2 separate regions of the Sus scrofa genome follow, and region 2 is linked to region 1. The links are chromatin contacts, called in public Hi-C maps. All regions are on one chromosome and are shown on one strand. The core of a region is the stretch at or near the end of the contact, and the rest is flanking DNA. Distances in the headings are between cores, read along the strand shown.

Region 1 (7,143 bases), core at 1,599-4,098:
AAGTTACTTGTTTTTGGCTATTATCTGCATGAATCTGACAGTGAGGTGCTGATTGGAGTGGCCTCAATGCAGGATGCTGCCATTTTGGTAATGAGTAACTCCTGGCCTCTTTTTGGTAGATGGTAGATGCGTGTAGCTGCTAAACAGATTACAGATAGCTGAGGATTGTCTCCCCCTCTTGCTCCAATTTCACTCCCAGGGGTCAATAACTGAAGTCTCCCATCCAATTCTGTTGCACATGCAGTCAAAATCAAGCACTCAGGCGGGCCAGAACAAGCCACTCATCCTGTTCTGTAAGTTCCCTGAGGCCCTCAATCTGTCCCTTTAGGTGCAAAATTCCCCACTCTGATTGCAGAGTTCACTGGCAAGGAGACATGACAGCTGTCCAAACCTAGTTTCCCCTTTTGTGTATTTCAGGCAGTGAGAATTTCCCCTAATCTAGTGGCTGGAAACAGAAGACTTTAGGAATCAAGCTTTAAGGATTACCCTTCAAATTGGCTTTTCCAGTGCTGTTGTCTACCCACTCAGTTCCTTTTTCCCAAAAGGTTTCATGTTATATATACATCTCTTGTGTGTTTTTCTGGAGCCACCCTATCCTAGGTGTGCAGTTATTTCTTTTTTAACCAAAGTGTTTTGGAGATCATTTTATATCACTTTATAAGAAGCATGCCCTCTTTTTTATGATTGGATAGGACTCCATTTTATAAACGAATCCTTGTACCACTACTTCCTCATTGGTGAGTGTGCACATGTACTACAGTGAGTAGTATTGTCCCCATATCATTTCATTCATGGTTGAGGGTGTTTATAGGTTACATGCTGAAGAGTGGAATTTCTTGGTTAAGATGTATGGTGTTTGTAATTTGATGCATATAATAGAGTTCTTGTTGTGGCGCAGTGGCAGTGAATCTGACTAGAAACCATGAGGTTGCAGGTTTAATCCCTGGTCTGGCTTAGTGGGTTAAGGATCTGGCATTGCCATGAGCTGTGTTGTAGGTCGCAGATGTGGCTCAGATCTTGTGTTACTGTGGCTGTGGTATAGGCTGGCAGCTGTAGCTCCTGGGAACCTCCATATGCTGCAGGTGCGACCCTAAAAAAAAAAAAAAAAGAAAATTTGATGCATATTGCCAAATTGCCCTTCCTGTTAAGTACCAGTCAATCATTTTGCCCACACTGTGGGAGTTCTCTCTTTTCCTCTGCCTCAACAATGGTACAGGCAATCTCAAAGGTGTAGAATGTTCTCACTGTAGTTCTAATTTTAAGTGAGACTGGTCATGTAGACGTGTATCTGAGAACGATTTTATTCCTTTACTGTGAACTGATGAATAACATTGAAGTTATGGTGAGAATTAAATGAAGAGATCCACATGAAGTGCTTTCCTCAGACCCTGTCACATAGTTATGTGTTCAGAAAATGTTCCCTATGATTAATAGTGTTCTTGGTAACCGAAAGGGCTTTTGGCAGGAAATGACATCTCTGTGTGGAATGGCACTGTCTCTTGCTGGCTGACTGCTCTTGGCAAGTTACTTAACCTCTCTGAGCCCATGTTTGCCCATCTGCACTAGGAATTTTGCATAGATTGTTCTTGCCTGCTGGGAGGCTCAGAGATGAAGAAACCTGCCTCTGGGCTGTCAGGTTCTTGAACAGGTATACAGCCTTGATCTGTCGCATGTACACGTGTGAGTGCCATTTCATGATTCCGAATAACAATAGGTATATTTGAACTAGAGGCCAGCTTGCTATTAGTGCTTATGAAACTTCTCAGCTACAGTGGGAGAGTTTTTTAATCCAAGTGTCTTGTAGAATGCAATTGTTTATTCAGTTAACAAATTGCATCCTGCAACTGATTTTATGTTCACTGGCTATTTCTCTAGGAAAAACAGCATATTGCTTGTAATAATGTACAGCTACCCTAGTTGATGGTTTAACTGATCAAAAATCACTGATGTAAGTGGGTTGGAAAATGTTTATGATTATTCTTTTTGGAGTGAGGTTGGTAATTTACTGGAATTTTTTCTCCAAATAAGATTACCCACTTAGAGGAAGGCTTTCTTTCTAAGATTGCAACACTTGAATGTTTTCCACTGAAAATGTTTTCAGGCAGCTGTAGCTGTAACTTCTACTTATTTACTATTCTTAAGTATGTGTATTTTTTTTCCTGCTTTGATGATTTTACGAAGAGAAAACAAGGTGTTCTCTCATTGAGAACTTTCCTCCTTGTGTCAGCACTGTGTGTATCTCTGAGTGCCTTTGTATGAACCTGTCTTGGCTTTATCTCTAACTTTTTCTTTTGGTTTGTCTTTCCATTGCACTTCTGGCTGGCTACATGTAATTATGCTTTCATGTCCTAGACAGCAAGCAAGTTCCTCTTGAAGGTGCAATTAAGCTCTTACTTTTGGTCATATGCGCAGTCTCTGGCCCAACTTCTTGCCCAGAGTCAGCACTCAGTCAGTATTGGTTGTATTTTTCATTCATTTCAGTTTGATTGGTTTTTGTTCTGATGCAGCTAGACTCTAGGACCATTTCAGGATGCTGGGTGAGCTCTGAGGGCACTTGGAATTACGCCGGTTCATGGCTCTCCTTTTGATAGATAGACCATAGTGTGAGACTCTGTGTTACATAGGCAGTGAAGTACCAAGGAGTGTATACTTTGCTAAGATTTCGGTCTTCCTAAACCTTGAACAAATAGTTTTTAGAAGCCTCATTTCATTAGAAAACTCATTAATTGACTGCCCCCCACATCTTAGCAATTCACTGTAAAGCTGAAAATAAGTGATTATAAATCTTTCCCAACTTTTAATGTGAAATTGTTTTTCAGTTAAAATCCAGTGCAAACATATTGAACTTTGTTTTAATCCTATGTAATTCATTTTATTAACTATGACCAAATAGAACATCTGTTAAAATTCCATACTGTTGGCTTCATGGGAAAAGAAAAAAAATCCGTTTGCTCTTGGAATTTGGCCATTGTATTATTGTTCAGGCTTTCAGTAAATGTGCAATGAGACATTCTTATTAATGGGAATATTAAACAAATGAAAATGAAATATTGCCTTTAATCACAAGCAGTTTATAAAATGAGTCACCTAATTAGATTTACTTTATTGTAACTTTACCATAGAATGGTCTTTGAGGAATGGACAATAGTTCATTCTTTAAAGAACGTAAAATTATTACTCCTCAAATATAGATTTTAGCCTACAGTTTTTCATCATCTCTTAAATAAACAAGCATTTTTAGAAAGAACAATTTAGTAAAATTATCTTAGTGTAGAAAAATTACTTTAGCCCTTTAGTGCATATTTTCTCATGTTTTGTTTACATGGAACCAGCTGCTATTTACTTTTTTTGTTCTTTGGACAGATTTCATTTGCACTGTACAGTTTTGAAAAGGCCTCATATTTCCATTGTTGCATGTTTGCTGTGTTGTCTGGAAGGGGTACCAGTTCCTGTGTATAGGGTGTACTGGGAAGTAAATCAATACCGTGAGTCTTCAGTGTAAACATATAGGAAAGCTCTTGGATAAAGGGGGGAATTTTCTTAAATCTTCTTTTTAAATGTTAGCATCATAAACCATAGCATCATCAACCATAATGTTGAAGTAGCCTCATGATGTTCCTTTATGATTTTCATCTCTTGAAATACTCTGTTTCTTCATATTTGTGTGTTCATTTAGACGGCATATAGGCTGTAAATAACAAAATGTGACTACAGTGGTTGAACTAAATATGGTTTTTCTTAAAATTTTTTTTTTTCTCATCTTGTAACAAGAAATCTGGAGCTGGTCACTCTCACACTGGTATAGGTTAAATGAGGACAGCAAAGATCCAGGCTATTTCATTCTGCTTGGCGAACCTTAATACTCTTGGCTGATTTACTCATGGTGTCAAAATGGCTGCTTCACCATTAGGCATCATGGCCCCTTTCCAAGCATGGAGAAGTGGGAAGGACAGGAGGCATCCTCTGTCATTGTGTTTTCTTAGAAAACAAAAGGTTTCATAGGCCAGGTGTCTAAGGCTGTCCAGAGTTGTGTGGGTTGGGAAGTTGAGTGTGTGTGCAGCTTTTCAGTGTGGTAGGTGAAGGCAGGCAGAGAGGGGGTTGGGACTCCCTTTGCTGAGTTGCCATCCTACAGTGTCTGCTGTATTCCCTCTATTCAAGTCCTTGTATTTCAAACTCAATTCCTTCAGGAGGGACATTATTTCATACACCCCTTGACTTCACCATAGTTGGGGCCCCACTTGTTCACATCCAGGGCACTTGTCTGGATTGCAGTTTTTTGCACAACTAATTCCCCTCTGTAAGTTGTGATGTCTGTTCTCATTCTTTTCCTTCCACTTTTGTTCTTGTGGGCGTCAGTGTGGGAGGTCTTTTTAAAAATACTTGTTATTCTCTTTGTAATTATTATTCTGAAAACAGTTTATTTCAAAGTTACCTTTTTTTTTTTATAGTTTTCATTTTAAAATTAAGATCTCAGAATATCTCCGTGGATATGGTCATAGGCAGACCCTTTCCTTAAAAAATATGTAAACGCAATAGAAATAATAGCAGATACTTTCCAAGTATTTACAATGTTTCAGTCATTATGCTAAGTTCTTAGCTTCATACAGTCTTCACAGTGACCCAGAACATGATCCCTGCTTTGTAGAAACTGAGACTTAGTAAGGCTGTGGTTCATCCAGTAAAGGGGGAAACTGAGGACTTGAGAGCCCATGATATTAGCCCCCATGGTGAGCTGTGTATTTTGCATTTTATATGCAGACAGATTTTTCAGAGAAGAGAAAATACGTATGTTTAAAATGAATCGTCCGTATTTTATCTTTCTTTTTAAAAAAATCTTTAAGTAGATCTTAGTGCCAGGAGTTTGGGGAAAATAAGTTCTCAGTAACCAGAAGTCTACATGAAGAAAAGTTAATCAGAAGTTTCCTGGGAGGGGGAGGGAGTGGGAGGGATCGGAAGCTTGGACTTATCAGACACAACTTAGAATAGATTTACAAGGAGATCCTGCTGAAAAGCATTGAGAACTATGTCTAGATACTCATGTTGCAACAGAAGAAACGGTGGGGGAAAAACTGTAATTGTAATGTATACATGTAAGGATAACCTGACCCCCTTGCTGTACAGTGGGAAAATAAAAAAAAAATAAAAAAAAAAAAAAAAGAAGTTTCCTCTGTGGTGCAGCAGGTTGAGGATCTGGTGTTGTCTCTGTGGCAGTGCTGGTTTGATCCCCTGTCTGGTGCAGTGAGTTAAGGATCTGGCATTGCTGCAGCTGTGGCTAGGTTGCAGCTGTGGCTAGGTTGCAGCTGCAGCTTATATTCAGTCCCTGGCCTGGGAACCTGCGTATGCAATGGGTGCAGTTGAAAAAGGAAAAAAAGAAGTTAATCCGAGGACATAAACAGAAAATCCGCTTCGGTAGTGATATCATGGAGAACAGTGACTTAATACATACATGTCATTCTACTTACTTGCATTTGTTCTCATCCTTCAGGTACCCCAGCAGGTACCAAGATGATCTGAAATCATCTTCATTTCTTGTTTACAAATTTATTTCCTGCCTTCCTCCCTGCACAAGAATATCTGCACATTGAGGGCAAGTGCCTCTTGCATGTTTTCCTTCCTACTATTAATCCAGCACCTAGTAGAGTCTTTGACATACAGCACACTCAGAAAATAATTAGTGAACAGACCAGTTCCTTGATCCCACTTTTCAGAAGTAGACCAACTTTAAGTACTTGGATATTTAAAATCGCCTACGGATGCTCAGGTGCGGATGAATTTGGCAAGAATTATGGAGTCCTCACCTAATTCCCAGGCATGTTAGTGGTTTTCTGCCGTCTCAACTTTCTGCACTCTCAGTGAGCTTAATTTTCTCCTTGTCTTTTCTCATCACATTTCCTGATATTCTTGTGCCTTCCACACATAGCCCTTATTTTAATTTTGTCATTTCTTGTTAGAGGTTGTTTCTATGAATATTTTATATATGTAAAACACTTTTTGAAATGACATATGAAAATAGCAAACAGTTTATTTGTGATGAAAATCTTTTGTCAGGTATGTGCAAATTATGTACAGTGAACACTGGGTAAAAATTACTTTTGAGGTTCTTAGGTTTGAACACCGTCTTGCAATATGAGCACACAGCATCTTATAAGAGGTATTAAAAAAGAAACTATCTGTGTTAAGAAAACCAAATACGAAGGTAAAATCAGTAATTTTAATGTGTAAAGTCAAAGATTGTGGTTGCAGGGAGTCATTTCAAAGAACTATTTTAAGTGTTTACCTGTGGGTTTTACTACCTGGTAGCATATTTCCCTGGGGTCATATCATGATAATAGTTCTAATTTGAATTCTAGGATCATGTACTTTACTTAATTACATTTTTCTAATCTTAAGATTAAACTGTAAGGTATTAACCTTTTTATTTTTGTTTTTTAGCCTATCAGTAGCCTGAGGCTTGGCAAAGTTAAACAATACAGCTAATATGTATAGTATATTGTCAGCTCTGGAAGCAGAGGCACAGCCTGTGTTGATTCCAAAGCCTGTATTTGTGGTTACACTTGCTTCCTGTTCATGTTTTGCAGATAAATTCACTGTTCGTTGCTCTAAGATTTTTTCAGTAAACCGTGGAAAATAAAATATTAGTATATTTGTGAGACTTGGACCAAATCTCTTAACTTGGAGTAGAACACAACTTTTGAGTGTTAGAGGGTACTAAAAGAAATGGAGGCATCTGTAAAGGCAGAACACAATGAACTGTGCCTCTGAATTAGGCAGCGATATTGATTGCAACATCTTTCCTCTGGCCTTTGTTAAGTTTGCTTAAAAATGCTTTGGCTGATTTTAGCCTTCTTTTGTCTTTTCTTCCCGGGGCTTTCACAGATGTTCTGAGAACCCAATAGATTAAAAAAAAAGATGATAAACTTTGGGATTGAAATGTTTTTGGTACTTAACCAAATAACAGATAGTTTATTGACTAGTGGAGAAGCAGAAATTGTTGAGAGGGGATTTTCTTTGCCTTTGTGAAAATTCTTTGCTTTTTGTTATTGAATTTGTCAATATAAAAGTTGTGTTAGAGAAATACACACTAGAGGGCGCACAAGGCCTGTGTTTTAAATGATGGTGGCAGGAACTCCAGTATACCTGAAC
Region 2 (7,143 bases), core at 1,258-3,757, 100 kb after region 1:
GTGAGAGTTCCCATTGTGACTCCTCCAGTTAAGAACCTGACATAGCGTCTGTGAGGATGTGGCTTCAATCCCTGGCCTTGCTCAGTGTTAAGGATCCGGCATAGGCCGGCAGCTACACCTCTGATTTGATCCCTAGCCCAGGAACTTCCATATGCCACAGGTGTGGCCATAAAAACAAAGGGGGAAAAAAGAGAAAGTATTTGTGGTTTGGGGCACTTTTAACTATTACTAGTTATTACTTTCAACATACCATGGTGGGGGATCATTTCCTTGAAGCCCACTGCTTTTTTATCAGCTACGTGTTTCAGCTGCTAGAACAGTGTCCACAAAGCTGTCTTCAAAATGCTATTTCAGCATCGCTTTTACAACATGAACTTGTACACCTGTCTCAAGGCTGGGATCTGTACAGGTAGTGAAATCTCTTTGGAATCATCTCCCAGGGATGTTTCTGAGAGAGCAAAGCAGCAGCCTCCTTCAGGGGAAGGTTGGGGGTGCCTAGCGACAAGGCTGGTCTGAAAACAGTAAAGCCACAGTGGTGCCACCTCCTCTTCCTGGTGCTGTGTCCATTTGACTGTAGTTTTGTGTCCACTTGGCAGATTTTTTTTCAGCTAGTTGACTGTCTAGGGCACATGACACAGGTTGGTCAGGTTGCAAGCAAGGTTTTGCAGAATGGCCTCATCCTCTATTTAAAATAGGTAACATTGGAGTTCCCGTTGTGGCTCAGTGGCTCAGTGGAAACAAATCTGACTAGCTTCCATGAGGACGTGGGTCCAATCCTTGGCCTCACTCAGTGGGTTAAGGATCTGGCATTGCTGTGAGTTGTGCTGAAGGTTGCAGACACAGCTTGGATCTCACTTTGCTGTGGCTGTGGTGTAGGCCAGTGGCTACAGCTCCAATTCAACCCCTAGCCTGGGAACCTCCATATGCTTCAGGTGTAGCCCTAAAGAGACAAATAAAATAGGTAACATTGGGGAGATTCTGGTGGCCTAGCAGTTAGGGATTTGGTATCGTCACTGCTGTGGCTCAGGTTCAATCCCAGGCCCAGGAACTTCTATGGCCATGGCTATGGCCAAAAAAAAAAAAAAAAAGTAACGCTGTATATAGTTGTGTTGAATGTGCCATCTCTCCTGGCTTAGTGCTGGTTGCCTGCAGGACAAAGTATTGGAGATGAGGATTGGGTTTACCAGAGAGGACTGACTGAGCCTGGGGGGCAGGGGGATCTCTCTCTGTCCTGAGTCAGTGATGCATGCCACACAAAGGTGGTGTGTGAAGTGGCTTTTAGGGTCATAAAGTCAGTTGCTGAGTGGTATTCTCATTTGTTTCTATATAGTTCTTATTAGAATCTCTGGCAACCATTGGTCAAACACATGCTCTTGACCTTGGCCGTGGAGTCAGTGTGGAGCTGCAGCCCATCTGCCTTTCCTGAGATAGTTGTGACAGCAGAAATGGCAGGATTGCCAGAACCATAGCCACCAAAAGCTTGTGGAGAAGGAATTACCTCACGGAGATGATTGAAACTAAATCTTCCTGCCCCAGGGGTGGTAATACTTGGTGTTAGCTAACTAGGCAGTGCCTGAATTACCCACAGAGGCCAGGTGTCATCAACATGCTGAGGGCCTATTCCTGTCCCCACTGTCACCCCTGAAAGGGTAATTTGGATTCTCACTTATCCTAAGTCTTGGGTTCTCGTTAGCAATCACCACGTGGTCCTTGGCAGAGTATTTCCAGCAGCTAACCACACTGTTCATTAGCTTCCTATTAACGTGATAAAAGACAGCCAATAATTTGACAAGAGAACTGTAATGAGAAGCCAGCAAACACTGCCCCCCCACCTCCAAACAGAAACAGCCGGTCCTAGGCCTCCCTGGCCTGGCCCAGCCATCCATCCCCCATGCAGAGCCCTTGCGACCCTGACACACTTGCCAGTTTATTCAGGTCACCTTGCCAGTCCGGGCTGCCCACCTGCGGAGGGCTGGTGCTGTCTTCAGCACAAATTAAAGTGGTGCTGCTTCGATCTCTTCTTGTTGGTTACCCGGGGGAGCACCACGTTCCGGCACAGATTTGGAAGCTGTGCCCTTGGGCCAGCTGGCTTCTCAGAAATAAAAATACCATACGCTCATCCAGTCCAACAGCCTGAAAACAGATGGGAAGCCGGCTTATCACGAGTTGCTCCCACCTCCTTTCTTCACCTCATCACCTGGCCTTTTGTTTTTCTTGCTTGTGCCCTCCCTGTCCCTACTGCTGTGCCCTGCATGGTGCCTGGCCCTCTGCTCAGGGCACGACCGTTTGTTCCTTTAGCCCTGGTGCGGTCCCTCCAGCACAGCCCTGCTCTGCTCCAGTCTTTGCCTCCGAGTCTGGTTGGGGTGCTCACTGAGCAAATTACTCTACTTTAAGGCTGTAATTATCTTAACAGACTCAATTGTCATCCAGCGAAACCATAAACTGCTTCCATCTGCCCCTCGCTTGGAGCAGCTGAGCTCATTAGCAGTGGAGCCTAACAAGGCATTGGCTGTAGAAGCAAGTCAGGGAGGCAGGGTGAGTTTTGTGGCAAATGTGCTCTTGCACAGCCGGGTTCCTACTATCCTCCCTTCCAGCATTTCTCTCTGTGGGGTAGAGGCAGGTAGATGAATCTCTTTTCTGAGCCAGAAGGCACAGTGGCCTCAGAGCAATAATTTAGGGGTTTTTGCTTTCACCAGCCACTTCGTGCAAAAACAATTTGCACAGCGTTGAGCTGAACAACTTTCTTCCTTACAAGTGTATTTTGGTCTTCTGTAGAATCTTCATGTAGACAAGAAATAGAGGTTCTTTTGTGTAGGACGTTACTTGATGATTTAAGTCCTTAATTAGCTAACTAAAATCTGGGCCCCCTGAAACTATTCTCAGGTCCATTTTCCTCAGAAGCGCAGAGTGCTCCCTGGGGGTGGGGGTCGGGGGGCACATTGGCCTTTCCCAGGAGGTACGCAGAAAGGAAGCATCCAGGCTACAGGGGATTCCTTCCTGGCCTGTTTCTTGGGAAGCCACCCATTCCCTTTAGCTTAGCATGAAGGTCTCCCCAGACCTTCAAGGCTACACAGAATCCTGTTGGCCTAACCCTCATCATTTTCAGTTTTCTTCCCTAGATTCCATCCCTCTTTTCTGTAGTAAATCCACATGTTCTGATTTTTTCATATTTTTCATTTTGTTCTCTGCTTACACAAGTACTCCTCTTGGTAAAACAGTTTCCATTATTACAGAAGTATAGGTAGGGAGGGTGTCCTGTCCTCCCAGCCTCCAGAGAACGTTGACACATCATGGCCATGTTTGTCCAACAAGCAGTCGTATTATATGTACAGCTTTGGGCTTTCTTTCAGAACCTATTTTGTGCACGTTCTGTGTTGGTCCCCAGGAATGACCTTATTCTTAAAGCTGTGTAGTCTCCCATGTATGTATAGCATACCCGAATTTATGTGACCAGAGAGCAGGTTCTTTGCAGTTTTTTTCTCTTACCAGCAATGCCACAATGACCATCTTTGAACAAATACCTGTGCACCACTGTGGGTTTTAAAGTTTGCCTCCCCAGTAACATTGTTCTTTTACTTTGCATTTCTTTGCATATTTCGCAAGTTGTAACTTGTTCTTTTACTTTGCATTTCTTTGCATATTTCGCAAGTTGTAACTTGATGGTGACTGGCCTTGTGTGGTGCATGAGGATCAGCCTGTAATGCGGCGCCCCCTCCCAGCTGGAGCCCATTGCCTTTCCTGTCCTTCAGGGAGGGAGAACCGAGAATCCCTGGAGACTCTATGCCCTTTGTGGCATCACGCCATGGGTCTCTGCCGGAGTGAGTCCCAGGGAGGAGCAGCACAGTTGTCCAGGAATCTCCCCAAAGAGCCGGGGCCCACCTCAGCTTCCTGGGGTGGGCGGAACCCTGCAGCCTTCGCTAGGATTCAGCCTTTTGACTCCTTTATTAAAAAGTTGATTTCATCTTCTCTCAAAGAAATGGTGTGAAAGACTTAACTATTGCGGGGACAGAGTTACTGCATCTCGACTAATTGCTGGACCTAAGTGTAGGTGCTCACAAGTAAGCTGTTTGGTATTTGGCTGATTCAGCCAGCAAACAGCTGGGCTCCAACTTCAGCAAGTGTATTTGGGAATGTAATTCAGTGCCACTCTGAAAGGAAAAACACACATTTTAAGTGCTGTGTGGGGTTTAATGAGCTGGTGTGTGGAGTTGAGCAAGCTGTGGGTGTTGGAATTTAACCTTTTTTATACACACAATTTGAAAAAAATCTTTCCTCCTGCCTTTTCCCCCCTAGATTATTTGCAGGTGTCTTACCCCGAATGGCAGCAATCAGTCTGGGAGGTTTCATCTTTCTTGGTGCTTATGACCGAACTCGCAGCTTTGTCTTGGAACTTGGCCGAGAAAGGCCGTGACTCAGAGACAGCCCCTTCTCTCAAGAATGGGTCCTGCTGTGAGAACCATCTCCCTTCCAGTGAGCAGCTGTTCGGCCATCGGAACAAAACACGGCGCGAAAACCCAGTTCTACTCAGATTTCGACACTGAGAATGCATCTTCCGTGCTACAGGCTGGTGGGAATGACGTCATTAGCCTCTTTGCCAGAGAGAGAAAATGATGTCCACAGCGGTACTTGGAACAATTTTCTCAGAACCCCTTAATAAATAAGTGTGGCAGCGCTGAGTCCAGGCCCTACAGAGCCCTCATTTGATCTGTATCTAATCTTTCGCTTCCTGCCACCTGACGGTGGCTGCAGCCAGAGGCAGAGATGGTTATAATTTTAAAAGAATGGGTAAAGGATGGAGACCTAGGGGGGAAAGTTGGGGATGTGGGTGGGTTTCTCCCCTGGGTTAATTCCAATTGCATAAGCTCACAGCCTAGTGTAAAAAGAATGAACTACAGGTGCACAGTAAGCTGCTGTTCTTAATTACCCTCAGATTTCACTCGTAAAAACACAATAGTGTTATTTCACAGGCAAGTGTGCAGCAAGCAGCCCATGTGGGGTGTGTGTGAGCAAGAAACCAGTCGTGGCGCAGGGACTAGGTGGGCCCAACAGGCGATGGACCCGCTGTCTCCACACCAGACCCACAGCAAGGGCTGGGACTGGCTTTGCCAATAGGGTGGTTTCATCATCCCAAATCAATCAGGTTTGTTGCTTGGAGTTTTAAGCTCAACCCTGATAAATCTAAGAGATGAAATGGGAAGGTCACCCCTTTGGAGCGCAACTAATAAGCTCCAGGTGTTAGAAAAAATTCAGAGAGAAATCTCAGGAATCCAGTGGTGGTGTCCTGTCTTCCCTGGAGCAACTGTATATAATTCTGCTTTGACTAAAATTTTTTTTTCATTTTTGGGAGCGAGCAGTGGGGGAAAAAGGTAATTAAAGGCAGAATGTCTGCTTTTATAAGGGAATCTCTGGAATTAAATGGGATGAAGCAATGCTGGTTAATGTAAGTATAAGAATACCCTGACCACACACCTAACATTTTATAAATGAACCTTTATTTATTAAAGACACTTCAATGCCACTTGTTAGACACTTCAATATTTTACATGTTTTTCAATGTACATTGTACCAAAATTTCTATAAATAAATAACTTTGTACATAAAAGTAATACTTCCTCTTTCACATTGCCTCTCAGAAGCAGCAAATTCACATATTTTGTGGAAGTAACATTTTAATTAGTTAACTGTTGAAAACAAAATTCTAAATGTGCTTGCTTACCTCTTGGAACAGTGATGACATCTGACAGTAAAACTGAACATACGTAACCGTTTTGTCAATACTCCTTCAGCTTTTTGACTAAAGGGAACTTTGCTTTCTGAGATTTTAAGGGCCTTTGTTTCAACTTAATTTTTCCTGAAATACACACTGGCACTCACAAGATGGTTAGCTACAGGTCTCAAAAAAGTGCAAATATACCCAGAACCCAGGTGAAAGGCTAAATCTCTTCGAGTCCAAACCCGGGTCCCTCTGTGCGAGGGAAGGATGCGGCTGGGCTTGCTCGCAATCCTCAGTAGAGACACCCTAGCCCTGAAATGTAGGGACTCAGTTGTTTTTCTCCCCCAAGGGCCAATGTAAGATTAATTATATTGGCAGAACTAACACATCACTATTGAAAAATCCACAGGTACCAACACCAGCAGCCTCTATCTTATTAAAAAGCCTCAAATGACAGGTGAGTGACAACTGACAAAACCACATTTGCTTTCACCACAGAAGGAAGAACGGCAGCACGTCACTGTTTGAACCAGTTGCTTGTGGTGGATTCACAACCCCTGGTTTTGCTTGTTACAGAGAGAACTTAAACCTACGAGAAGTCCTTCACGGCAAAGAAACACGACATCCGCACCTCGGCTCCATAGGAAGGTCGCCACAAGGTCATCCACACACGAGCCACCCGGACATGAAGTTCCTTCCAAAGCAAACAAAGTCTCCGGCAGAAAAACATCCCTTCTCTTTCACCCACCGAAAACTCTGCCCACAAGTGTGGTTTGTAGCCTCTAGGAACTCCATCCTCGCAGTAAGGCACCAGAACCACCCCCCTTCCAGAATTAAACAGCAACCTGGTATGAAAAATAACATTGTCAAAACTGTACGACTTTTTCTGTTAACCATGCACTAAAGATTAAAATAGCCTCTGTAAAAGATATATAATATATATGCCATCTCTGAAAAAACTCTTATGTACAAGGGTATCAAATACTTTTTTGCCTTTTGTACACAACAGCTTCTTGCATTTCTGTGCTTCAGCTGCAAGTCCTTCAAACTGCTGACACTCCCCATGGAAGTGAAAAAACTATGTACAAATCAGGGACGCTGGAAGCCGAGCCTCCCCGCTGCCTCTCCCACCTCTCCTTCCTGTATACGTGGACGCGAGCCGAGGTAGACAAAGCCTAGCTTTGCGGTGCAAACAGCAGCCGGGCGCTCTGGGTCCCAGGGAGCTGCCCCGTCAGGGGTGGGCACTCAGGGCTGGGGTCATGTGCTTGGGGGAGGTGTCCGTTAGAAAGAAGCAAGTGCTGGCCTTCACCAGGGACATCAGGAAGGCCCGAGGTGGCTTCTGTGAGCTCAGACTTGCCTGGAGCTAACGTGGAGGGAGGCTGGAGGTCCAAGGAGTCCAGCTCACACAACCGCGCCAAAGTCCAAGAGGA

Evidence for each region. A called contact is a pair of places that touch in the nucleus more often than the background predicts.
Region 2: a Hi-C map of fetal skeletal muscle shows a contact between it and region 1, with 1.8 times the contacts expected there. The contact joins two enhancer-like sites. A contact is called at or near these places in 1 of 5 promoter capture datasets (liver), 9 of 47 Hi-C or Micro-C datasets (alveolar macrophages, embryonic fibroblasts, epiblast stem cells and 6 more) and 1 of 2 datasets of contacts at active chromatin or transcription factors (skeletal muscle).

Annotation. Positions count from the first base shown.
Region 1 is chr13:47,798,968-47,806,110 of Sscrofa11.1, forward strand. All of the region lies in intron 5 of SLC25A26 (S-adenosylmethionine mitochondrial carrier protein), which reads left to right. Among named protein-coding and RNA genes, the nearest start is that of SLC25A26, 59 kb to the left of the region's middle. Within about 2 kb of position 2,849, at least 7 of the 83 cell types and tissues checked have an H3K27ac peak or open chromatin away from gene starts, as enhancers often do. A contact at or near this core is called in fetal skeletal muscle, where this site is marked.
Region 2 is chr13:47,903,529-47,910,671 of Sscrofa11.1, forward strand. SLC25A26 (S-adenosylmethionine mitochondrial carrier protein) reads left to right here. Exons shown (of 10, transcript XM_003358494.5): 10 at 4,294-6,382. The coding sequence ends at 4,411. LRIG1 (leucine-rich repeats and immunoglobulin-like domains protein 1) reads right to left here. Exons shown (of 20, transcript XM_005669717.3): 20 at 5,474-7,143. The coding sequence ends at 6,889. Among named protein-coding and RNA genes, the nearest start is that of LRIG1, 120 kb to the right of the region's middle. Within about 2 kb of position 2,508, at least 19 of the 83 cell types and tissues checked have an H3K27ac peak or open chromatin away from gene starts, as enhancers often do. A contact at or near this core is called in fetal skeletal muscle, where this site is marked.